2 separate regions of the Gossypium hirsutum genome follow, and region 2 is linked to region 1. Evidence: chromatin contacts called from public Hi-C data. All regions are on one chromosome and are shown on one strand. Each heading gives the region's core, a stretch centred on a gene start, on an enhancer-like site or on the middle of the called end of the contact. The rest is flanking DNA. Distances are from core to core; before and after follow the strand shown.

The links. A called contact is a pair of places that touch in the nucleus more often than the background predicts.
Region 2: a contact with region 1 is called in a Hi-C map of leaf, with 1.9 times the contacts expected there. The contact joins the enhancer-like site here to the promoter of LOC107953174 in region 1. A contact is called at or near these places in 9 of 34 Hi-C or Micro-C datasets (callus, hypocotyl, leaf and 1 more).

What each region holds. Positions count from the first base shown.
Region 1 is chrA07:24,038,514-24,044,927 of Gossypium_hirsutum_v2.1, reverse strand. It overlaps LOC107953174 (protein LATERAL ROOT PRIMORDIUM 1), which reads left to right and starts at 2,553. Exons shown (of 2, transcript XM_041117808.1): 1 at 2,553-4,366; 2 at 4,525-5,243. The coding sequence starts at 3,661. The coding sequence ends at 4,853.
Region 2 is chrA07:24,158,943-24,165,356 of Gossypium_hirsutum_v2.1, reverse strand. No RefSeq gene overlaps it. Among protein-coding and RNA genes, the nearest start is that of LOC107953175, 36 kb to the left of the region's middle. Within about 2 kb of position 3,101, at least 1 of the 9 cell types and tissues checked has an H3K27ac peak or open chromatin away from gene starts, as enhancers often do. A contact at or near this core is called in leaf, where this site is marked.

The sequences.
Region 1 (6,414 bases), core at 1,304-3,803:
ATTTATTTACAAAGAACAAATTATATTTTTTGGTAATTATGAATAATTACTAGATTATAGAGATAACTTACAATCCTATTGAAAGTAAGCAATTTATTTTTATTCTATGATGTAATTTGTGTTGCTCGAGAAGGTTATTTGGTTGAAAGTCATAATCAACTTGAACTCACATTGCAGAAAGCACAAGTATAATTCTAATTTAAGTTTACTGTTATAAATATCACAACAGTTCAATTTTAAGAAAAGTTTAAAGTTAAATAAATATTTTCTTAATCAGATTTTTTCAACATATTTATATATTTATATTGTATGCCTTTTTAAGAAGATTATAGGGATGCTTGTGCATAGTGATAACTGCTATGCGTGTTAGTTGTGTAAGATTCGTCATATTTGACGTTGAGAACTCTTAACTTGCTCCACCTTGATATTGGTTTTGCTATCCTTTTAGACTTATAAGGTGGGTTTGTGGCAGGGCGGTGCGATACGTTTAGTTTATTTTTTGTCTCACGCTACACTATCTAATCTCACCGCCATCGCTATTTTTACACTAACCGCAAGTAAAAGCACCGCCCATCCAAACTCACCCATAGTTGTCTTCATTGTGTCAATTGGTTGAAGTTTTTAAATGAATGTTTCAACTTATTTTGCTTCTTTGTTAAATGTAGTTACCAAATAAGAAAATTTTTGCATCCATAAATTGGGCTTTCTGTATATAATGGAGGTATAAATCATGATCTTTAAAATGGATGATAGACAGTACATTACATTACACTTTGTAATTAGGTAAAGTTACAGTTAATTCTTCGAAATTATAATGAGTGTGTTCTGTTTCAATAATGAATTAAGTCCGGCACAGGCAACAGGCAATAGGCAATAGGCAATAGGCAATAGGCATTCGCAACTTCTTCAACATCAATCTTCTCAAGCTACTGCACTTTTCTAATATACTCACACAAAGATATTATTAGATCTTTATAAACACTATATTTAAAATTTCAATAGAATTTAATATTGTGGATTTTATTTATTTTTATTTTACGTAAATGTAGATAATTACCTTTTTTTTTTCTTAAGAATTCGTACTACTAGATTTAAAATTACAATAGTTACTTATTAAATAAAAATTAATATTTTGAGAATGTGTTATAAAGAATATTTTTTTTAGAGAGAAATAACCTCCTTAAAATTTTTTGTATTTTTTAGTAATTTTTGGGATGATATTCATCTCCAAAGAATTAGGGTTGATATTTGTCCCTATGTTTCTATGAATTTGGGGATATTCGTCGATAATGTTTTAGGGACGAAATTCATCCTTATAAAGGATGATTATTTATATTCGTTCCTAAATTTTTGAAAGATAAAATTTTAAAGAATAACTGTTGGAGACGAACTAAATCCTCCTTAAATCTATTGAGGACGATTTAATTAATTTTAAATTTCGAAATGTTTTATTGAATATCGAATTAAAATACCTTTGAAGATTTTTTTCATAAATCTTGGATTTTTTTGTAATTTTTAAAATTATTTTCATTTTTATTATAAATTTAAATTTTTTTTATTTTAAGGAGCTTTTTCATTTTTAGAATTATAACTTTTATTTATTATTTTTGAATTTTTATTTTTTACTTTAAAATTATTTTTTGAGGTGGCAAATAATACAAAATAGTGTCACATTAATAATGAATTTGAGGTAAGTGTCAAATTGAATAAATGTATAAATATTAAGGGTTTAATTTGCTATTATGTTTTATATATAAAACAACAAAAATAAACATTTAAAATAAAATTTTAATGAGGAGATTATTTTACTCGTTCATCTAACATAAAATGATTAATTTATCTAATTTTTAATAAAAAAGACCAAAATACAATCTAAAATATAATGGAAGGATTACTATGATATTCAAATTTAGAGTTTATAAATTAGATAGATTCATTTGTTTTACCCTGAGTGTTAACTTAAACTTGAAACTATTCTTCATTAAGTCAAATGTATGTTCGCTAGAATTTGAACTTGTGTTTCCACTAGGACAAAACAAGGTCAGTGTCACTTCAATAAATTTAGATTGATTTCAAATCTTGTATTATCATTTAAAATATAGATAAAAATTTATTAATGAAATCAAATTAAATTATAAAATAATTTTTATTTAAATTTAGGTTGAGATTATTCACATATGCACTAAATATTTTAAAATGATTATATAAGAATCTAATATCTATAAAAATGTTTAAATAAAGGGTAAGCCTTCTAAAAATATTAAAATAAAGACTAAATTTGCTCAAATAAGAATTTCTCGATTATTGTAAAGCATGTTTCAAATTATGTTTTTATTCTTTAATTTTATTTTCAATTGTTATACATCTTATTTTAAAAATGAGACACCCTTGAAAAATTATGCTCTAACTTGAGCATTTAGTGTAATCCGGGTCGAATTTATGAAACCGAGCACTCCATGGAAAGGTGGATAGTGAGGTGAGCTTAAAGAGGGCGCAAAAAATTACAAAAACTAAAGAACAAAAGTCTTTATACCCTTTTTTCTCATCATTCATTCTATAGTTAGCGTGTGATTATTGGAGAGAGAGGGAGAGAGAAAGCAAAGCAAAAGGGAGTGAGAGGTAGAGAGGAACCCACCTCAGTATTGCTTTCTAGTAAATAAAAGGAACAAACCAAATTAAAAATAAACAAAGAACATGTAGCTGATGAAGGAAAAGATGTGGAAAGGAAAAGATGTGGACTGGAAGAGAAAGGTCGGCAACAAACAACTACTGAAGAAGAAACATACATATATATAAGAAATAAAGAAAGACAACAGAAGAAAAGGCTCGTTTCGTTACTTCATCCTAATACATATGTTTTTTTGTTATCTTATATTACTACAAGACTGCAGTAGTTTCAGAAGACCAGTAGTTTCAGCTTGGCTTGGGGCTTTCATTTGATTTCCTTTCAAATTTTTTTCCTCCTTCCTATTATATGTTTTAGTTAACCCAGAAAGGAACTGAGTCAAAGTGACAGTAGCAGTAGCCGCAGCTAAGCTAACAGAAAACTCGCAATCTCTTTCAGTATAGCTAGCAGATTAATGGCAGAAGGCAAAGGAGAGCCAAAAAAAAAAAAGAAATAAACAATTCTGCTTGCTGTGCTGTTCACTAATTGGAAAGCCACCCAACAAAGATCTCTTTCTCTTTCTTTTTATCTTCTTCTGTTACAATTTCAGAGATTCGACCCCACCCTTTCCCCCTTCTCTCCAACTCATATAACACCTAAATAGAGAGATATCTTCTTTCTCCACTTCTCTCCATCTTTTCTTTTTTGGTTTTTCCCTTGTTTTCCTTTTTCATATTGAAACTTGACTTTTACTCTTGATTATGTTTTATGTTTGTAAAGATTGAGTTTTCAGCAATTGAAGGAGACGTCTTTATCTATATAATTTCGTTATTATCGTTGTCATTGTGGCTACCACAAGAAGGCAGCTACCTTCAGACTCAGGAGCCTTTGCAGATTGGGCGACATCATCGTCCGCAGCAATCCGAGCTGGCCCCGATGACCTGTCCCTTGGCTTCAACGCAAACGCGGCTGCCGCGGTGGCTGCTCCACCTGGATCCACCAGCGCTCAATGGCCACCCTCAGCTCGTCCACTCAACTACGGGCTTCCTTCTGAAATGGGGATGGTTGGTCTCCGCGATTTCGTTGTTGTTGCTCCTGCGTCTTTTAACCATCATCACCATCACCATCACAACCATGCTCAAGATCCCATCATCGGAAATGATCAAATCAACGGTCAAAATGCTGCCACGGCACTTGGTGTTGGCGTTGGTGTTTTCCCACTCCTTACAGCATCTCCATGCTTAGCTCCTCAAAATATGGAAGATTCTGATTTAGTGAATAACAGTGGTCGTAACAAACTCAGTGGGATGCAGTTATGGCAGAACCAAACCTCTCCTAATTATCTTAAAAAACCATCTTCAATCCTTGACAATAACAATTCTTCCATGAATTTGATACAAACCAGTGGTGGCGGTGGGATGGGAGGTGGGAGTGGTGGCTCAGGTACAAGCTCAGGGACTACATGTCAAGATTGTGGGAACCAGTCCAAGAAAGATTGTAGTCATAGGAGATGTAGAACATGCTGTAAAAGTCGGGGATTTGATTGCCCTACTCACGTGAAGAGCACGTGGGTACCTGCTGCTAGGAGAAGAGAGCGCCAGCTGATGGCGGCCGCCCCTACTACTGCCTGTGCTGGCTCGTCAGGGTCTACTTCTGGGGCTAAGAAGCCGAGACTTGTGACTTCACAGACTACAACTACTCCTCATACATCAACTTCAAACACTACTCCAAGAAGCTTAGACACTAGCTCAAGTCACCAAGGTTTGCTTTTTGCCTTCTCTTTTGTTGCTTGGTTTTCTAGTTCATGGCTTTATTTATTTAGCAAGATTGGTTTATTCTTTAATTGTTAGGGTTGTTTCAGGAGGCTGAATTTGAGTAGGGTTTGGACTGAATTTTTCTTTTTTCTTTTTACTATGCAGATGCAGGCTTTAAAGAGACATTGCCGGGGCAAGTACGTGCACCGGCGGTATTCAAGTGTGTAAGAGTGACAGCAGTAGAGGATGGTGAAGATGAGTATGCATATCAAGCAGTTGTTAAGATTGGTGGACATGTGTTCAAAGGGTTCCTTTATGACCAAGGAGTTGAAGGAAGAGATGGGTTTCCAAATATATCTGAATTGCATCTTGGTGGCGGCAGTGGGACAAATGGGGGTTCATCATCCTCACCTGTTCTTGATCCTTCTCAGGTATATGCCGCCACTGGAGGTGGCTTGCTTGGTGGTTCAACTTATGGTAATCCAATAAACTGAGGAGTAAGCAATAGTGGATTGATTGATATGGGGTTTCATTCTCCTCTAAAATCCTTCCTTTTTCTGCTGCATACTAATTATTCATATGGTTTGGTAAATTCTCACTTTGTAGATTCAATATCCATATTAAATATTTTTTTTTCCTTTTCTGGGGTTTCAACTGTCTTTGGCCTTCGATTTTTCCTGTTTATTTGTCTTTAAAATTGCACTCAAGTGGGTCATACTCATCATCTTGTCAACGAGTTTACATTTACTTACCCTATTAGAACATGTTTTGTAGCGAATTTACAGATCATATAAAATAAAGCTAAGATCTTGAGATCCTGCATTTCTACAAAATTGTAGTTCTTGAATATTTTTTGTTGATAAAACTTGTTTGCTTTTTTCTTATTCCCGTTTTATCATTAGAGTTGTGTTTGACAAAAGTGAAATCTACAGTACAAAGTGCTTTCCATCATCAAAAGACAGTGCCATGAATATCCACACACTACTTAATTTGCTGGTGCAATGCTTGAGTGGTAAATTTCTTTAATCCTACTAGTTTAGTTTTATGATTAGTAATGAAACAGAAGCAAACGTGGAATTCATGATTAGTCGGATGTTGGTCCAATTCATCGCTATAGCATTTTTGCAATGTGGACAAGCCTGCAGTTGCATGCATTCATGAATGTTTGATGTACTTGCTTCTTTTGTTATCCTAGTATTAGAAATGTTCCTTACCCAAATTTAGACCTCAATGTAATATATGTGTCGTACTTATAATACGTTTTGCAATTAACTGGACATTTACTCAATATTCTATCAGCATATGTCGGTTTTGTTCTTGGTATTAAAGTGTATAACTTGCGACGGATTTGTCTGTTTAGCTTCAAGCCATACTTTTTCCTTTTTTCCCTAGAGTTGTGCAAGATTTTGTAACCTATCTCTTTGGCTTGTGTATAATTGTTGACTGATACGGATTAAAATAAGATAAACCCTGTATTTAATTGTTTGTTTGGCTCTTACTTTCGGCCCGTTGGCATGTTGTCCCCTTTTAGATATATTATTGTAATAAGTGGATTTCATCATGTAGATTACCATTATCCTTATTTCCTTCCATATTACTTGTATTTTGTTTTATGCTAATCTAAAATGCCGCCTCTTAAAACCATGTGTGCACCGAAAAAGACAGTCGCGTTGTTGTTTGAAGCACTTCACTTTATCAGACAACTAAACATCTACCACACATGACTGTATCCACTTCTCTATTTTTATTTCTGTGTCTGTCGAGAACTTGCATTGACATGGTTGATCCTTGCTACATTGTCCGTACATATGACTCAAGCTGAAGTATCCAGAAATATGCAAATTTCCTTTTACATTTACAATGAAGGGAAAGAAATTCCAGATTTCTTATTGATTACGAATTGAAGATATCTAACGACTTAAGTTGTTTATTGTCAGATGATGAAGATTCCTTTAGATATGAAAGATTTTGCAAGTTAGATGATTTATGAAGTGAGTTTGCACTATATTTCCATCAAATATCATATTATTCTCCTAGGCTTTTTACCTTTTTATA
Region 2 (6,414 bases), core at 1,852-4,351, 120 kb before region 1:
TTTTAAATATTTTTTAAAATACCTAAATTTTATATTTTTTTTAATTACAAAAAATACCAAACAGTTTTTTCCACATCATATTTTTCAATATACTATATTAACAAAATAAATATATCTTATAAATTCCAACTCCAACTCAATGGTCCCATTCAGAAATTCCATCCCAATGGTTTAATCTTTTACCTGCATAAAAAAATTATATTAAAATACAAAAAATAATATGCCAATAAAAAATATAAAAAAATAACATAAATGATATATAATAAATATGAATGTTTTATTATTATTTTAAAATGATAATAAGTAAATTTTATATTAAAATACTAAAAATAACATGTCAATAACAAAAATATAACTTAAACGATACATAATAAATACAAATATTTTTATTATTACTTTAAAATGATAATAAGTAAACATTTTTTTGTTTAAAATATAATATATATATACTAACACGACAACTTAATTATTATAAAAAAATATACTTTTTTCATAGAAGTTCAAAATAAATTTCATTTTTATTATTTATAAATGAACATAAAATCTTAAAAAATTAAAACATATAAAGTAATTTCTAATTTATCTCATAAATTCCAAATTCCATATCAATGGTCTCATCTTTTACCTACATAAAAAAATAAAAAATAAAATAATCAAAAAAATCCATATCAATGGTCTCATCTTTTACCTACATAAAAAAATAAAAAATAAAATAATCAAAAAAATAACATGCCAAATAAATTTCATAAAAAATATATCTAATCAACTTAAAACACACGTAACAAATAAATTATATAAATAATAAAACATTTTTTATACATAACATAAATAGGCTTTTTTACTTCAATAAACATTAAAAATAAATTATGAATGAATAAAATTATAAAATAAATACAAACATATCTTAATAGCTCTTTTTAACAAAATTATACCTTACAAAATTATATTTAAGAATTAAATCTGAATTAAATCAACAATAATAACAAAAAAAACAAATTAAATTAACATTAATCCATTAATTTATAACAAAAATAATTTACATTTTCTTTTCTATTTTTTTCCTTCTCTTTCTCCTTCTCTCTCTCTATTCTCATTTGTTTTTCTTTCTTTTTCTCTTCCCTTCCCTTCCCTTCCCTTCCCGCCCTCTCATTCTCCTTCTTCTTCTTCTCATTCTTTTTCTTCTCCTTCACTCACGGGCGAAAATGAAACTTGGGAACCATTATAAGGTCCCCAAACACACAAAAAAACAAAGGAACTTAGCATGCAACTGTCCCATCCCTACCAAAGTGGTGTCGCCTCTACCAGCCCCTCCATCCGTGTCTTGTCCCTTTTTTTTTGTACTATAGAGTGTCAGAAAATGAGGGTGGTGCTGCCTATGCACCACCCTCCACCCATCTAAATGTACCATTTTGGTACTTAATCTTAGCAACAACCCATTTTCGTTTTTTATTTTTATTTTTATTATTCCGATAAAAAAACCCTAAAATTGACATAAAAACATTAAGGTAAACTACCTAAAAAATCCACTAAAGTTATTTAGCAGGTTCCTCTTTTGGTCACTGAAATTTTTAATATTTATAAAAATAGTTGAGTTGTTTTATTTTTTTAATTTTATATTTTTATTTTTTAATATTTTATAATTATAAATTTTTGAATATTTAGAATAATGATTGAGTTGATAATGTGTAAACGTTGAGGGTGAAATGTATTGAATTTTTTAGAAACATAATCAACATAATAGAATGTGTAAAATATTAGGGTTAAATTTATAGCAATCAAAAGAAGGCTAGATCAGCATTATATTTGGTGACCAAATACATTTTAATTGTGGAGTGACTAAAATTGAGAATTCACCTAAGTGAAGTGATGAAATTAATAAAACAAAATTTGGCAATTTTAGTGACTATTTAAATGGTTTTTCTTAAGGTTTTTATGTCAATTTTACAAAAAAGAAAAATCAATTTTATCATTATATTAAATATTCATAAATTCATAAATTATAAAATTGTGAAATTAAAACAACTTAGCTTTTTTATAAAATAAAATAAAATAACAGAAATTATAAATATATAAAATTTGTTTTAAAAAATATATATAAAAAAGGAGTAAAACTGTGTGAAAAGGGGTGTCATCTCCTTGTTTGGCGACAATCTTTTTAAATTAAAATATTATTTTATTTATTTTTATTAAAATATTATTTTTTATAGATGGTGTGGCTTTATAAATTGACAGCATTGTCTATTATTATTCAAAACAACTAATTTTTATAAATAATTTATTTTTCATTTCATTTTTGTAATTAATTAATTTTTCGTATTATTAATATAAAAAACGTAGGAGGGGATTAAAAATTTTCCTCTCAATTGTAAAATTTAGAAGTATATAAAAGTAGAGTTAATATTTGATACATTGGTAATGTAATTTTTTTTTTGTCACAAGTAACTTTTCATGTGTTTCTCTTTTTAATTTTTTAATATTTTATTATATTATTATAGAACACTTATCACCTCCGTAATGCTTATTGTGATCTAAAAACTCCACTAACAATATACCAATTATTATTCTATAGAAGTAAGGTAAGAATTATGTTCAAATATGAGCTTCTCTATTAATACGAAAATAATATCTATAAACCTAAGTTGTAATTTATTGACAAAATATTTATTTACAATTGAATTCAAATTATTATATAAAAAAGTATTAAAGGTAAATTATATTTTTTAACATATAATATTATGTTGTATATAATAAAAATAAATATTTCTCAATCCTGCAAATCCAGCTTGTTTATTAGAAAGATGCAAACCCAATAATTTTAAAATGAAATTTTAATCCCAAAAGGTTGATATATATCTTTAATTTTCAAGATGATAGAAATTATTATTTAGAAAAAATTGTCAGCAAATATCTTTAAAGTCTTAAAGGATTATTTTTATTATAAATTTTCAATACATGAAAAATTATCGACTTATCTTAACTGTGATAATTTATTACAATTAAAAAAAAAAAGGGACTAATTGATTATAAGCCGAAGCCAATAGGTTCATGTGGCCCAATAGAGAGGCAGGGGCCTACCGAAATTCACAACCTTTCGTTTCTTAGGCTTTTTCTTGTGTTAAAGACTACTGCTTTATCTTATTTATATTCGGCATATAGATTTATTTCGCCTCTTAATTTTTTTTTTTAAAAAATCAATTTAATTTTCCATTTATTTTTCATCCATTTTTAGTTCTTTAACATTTTCTCTTTTTATCAAATCATTCCAAAATATTAAAAAATTATCTTTTTACTTTATTGACATGACATACATGTAGATGACACCTAATCATTTAATTATTTTTAATTTTTTTTTATTTTTAAAAATTTAAGAAATTAAAAATTGTTTATTAAAATTAAAAATATTATTTAAAATTATTTAAAAGTATAAAATAAATATTTTTTAATTTTTTAGAAATTAAAAATTTAATTAAATATTGACATGTCATCCATGTGTATATCATGCTAGCAAAGTTAATAAATGTTAACTTTTCCATCTATCCATTTGGGGCGATTAATAAAAAAATACAAGTTCAAAGATTAAAAAAAAGACTAGAAATTAAATGAAAAGTTAAAATAATTTTTTTCAAGTTAGAGGACCAAAAAATTTATTATACATTTATATTTTTAATATTTATTATTTATACTCATCTTTAATATTTTTATTAAATTAGTGTTACATTTCAATCGAGTTTCAACCCAATAAAAAATTTATTAAATATCTCTTATTTTTATAAAGTAATATATTATTGCTTTGAGAGTTATTTTTTCAATCTCATATAAATAGAAAAGAATTACTACATATAATACAACTCGAACTCAAAATATTATAATTTTTAATGAAAAAGTATCATTTAAATCAATGCTATATATAAAAAAAATTAATGATATAAAAATTTCACCGCTATAATAATTTATTTATGTTTAATGTAATTGATTGAGAAAAGATTGTAAAACACTAATATAATCAAACTAAGTAAATTAGTGAAAGGATTGCATGAAAGAAAAATATTATCTATTTTTAATAATTTAATGTCATATAAAAAATTTCATCTTAAATTTCAGTATTTTCATTTTGATTTTGATTTTTTCAAGGTAAACTACACCCATGATTACTTTTGTTTATCTCAAGTTACATTTTAGTCAATTTTGTTTGAAATGTTACGTTTTAATCATTTGTGTTATTGTGTTGTAACATTTTAGTAATTGAGTCGTTAATTATCATTAACGGTGTAACAGTAAGCTAATGTGGCACGTTAAATCATCAATTCAAACAAAAATTTTAGGTTAAATTATATAATTGATTCCCATATTTTTTCGTTTTGAGCAATTTAATTATTTTCTTTTATGTTATTTAAACTTTTCCTTTTATTTTCTCTTTATTTTCTATTATCTTTTGCTTCTTTCTTTATTTTCCTACTTTTCCATTTCTTTTAATATATCAGGAAGTCGAATTGACAGTAAAGAAAGAAGCAGGAAGTCGAAAGCCATCGTTGCTTATAACTAAAACCCATACTATCTGCTAACCATCAAAACCCTCCACCACCACTCATCATCTACATTTCATGCACTAACGCCTTCATCACTACAATGACCTCATTTTGAAAACATCTAAAAAAGCCCTAACTTTTGGATTGTCCAAGATCGAATCTCTGTCACTGGCCATTAGATCGGCTCAATTTCTTGATATGTGCTCTTCTATCACTGATCATTGTCTAATGTTCGGCTCTCTGTGATTTTTTTGAGCTTATTAATTGTTGTTTACTTAGATTCTTAATTGATTCTTAGATTCTTAATTAATTTAAACATGGGTTTATTTTGTGAGGGGATGATATTGTTGGATTTTTCATGAATGATGTCATGGTAGTGGTGAAGGTGTTGGTGGATGAAATGAAGATGATGGGTGGTGATGAAGGGTTTTGATAGTTAGATGCTATAAGTTAATAAGTTTTTATGACTTTTGACTTCCTACTTCTTTCTTTATTGCCAATTCTCTTTATTGCCAATTCGACTTCATGATATGTTAAAAGAAATTGAGAAAGTAGGGAAACAGAAGGAGCAGCAAAAGGAAATGGAAAAAAAAATAAAAAAGAAGAAAAGTTTAAAGAACATAAAAGAAAAAAAGTTAAAGTGGTCAAAACGAAAAAATATGAAGGCCAATTGTATAATTTAACCTAAAATTTTTATTTGAAATGATAATTTAACGTGCCACGTTAGCTTACTGTTACACCTTTAACGATAATTAATAACTCAGTGACTAAAATGTTATAATATGATAACATAAGTGATTAAAATGTAACATTTTAAATATAAGTAACTAAAATGTAATATGAGATAAATAAAAATGACTATGGATATAGTTTATTTTTTTCAAAATAAAATTAAATATAAACTATTGAAAAAAAAATATAAATGAAATATAATACCTGTTTCATTTATATTATTAATTAAATAAAAACATTATAAATGTGATAAATTGCAGTAGGTATGGAGCTGATAAAATAAATCCAAGGAGTTGGGAAGATTACTTTAACGAAGAAAGGGAAACAAAAGAGAAGAAGAATATGGAACGAGGAATAGATGGGAGAAGCGAGCATTAGTGAGGCGGTGGTGATATGGGCAACGCTCGAGGCAAAATCCACACTCTTTTTCGTAATATAATAAAAATAAACCGAACAAAGTGAAAGACACAGATAGCAAAACATTACCCTCGGCATGCGAACCCTGCAATCCTATAATCGTAGCTTTACAGTAGCTACTACTCTACTCCTAGTCTCTACATTTGAAGTTACTGCTTACAACAAATTCACCTAGGGACATACTTTCTCAGCCCCACTTTCCTCATCCAACGCATGTCTATAAGAACTCACTAAAACGGGCTTTGGAAAGAGAATAATAGCAGAGAGAGAAAGTAACCAGGCAGGGAGAGGAGAGGAGAGGAGAGGAGACTCTGAGAGCGCCGCTTTCCTTTCTCCATGAGACAGACAGATGTGCTACCTATGTATCGTCTCTCTCCGTTTACCTTTTTTTTTCATTTTCTCTCTCCACTGTTTCCATTAAATGCAAAAAAATAAATAGATATCTACAACATCGTCTTTACAAATGTAAAAGTTGCTCATGGTATCTGATGTTTTGACAATTATTTACACACTACATACTGTAGAGGATTCCTTATAAGAAAGCATAACAACTCAGTTAAACGAGATGTTTTAATAATGGAAAGTTTATAGGTTTATTGAGTGTTTACGTGAGTTTTTCTTTCATGAAGGTCAATTTTTTTTATTTATAAGACATAATTTTTTAATTTGACGTAATAGGTGTCTCTTAAGTATAAATTCACCTGTATAGAGATACAAATTCATTAAGTATGAATCCATA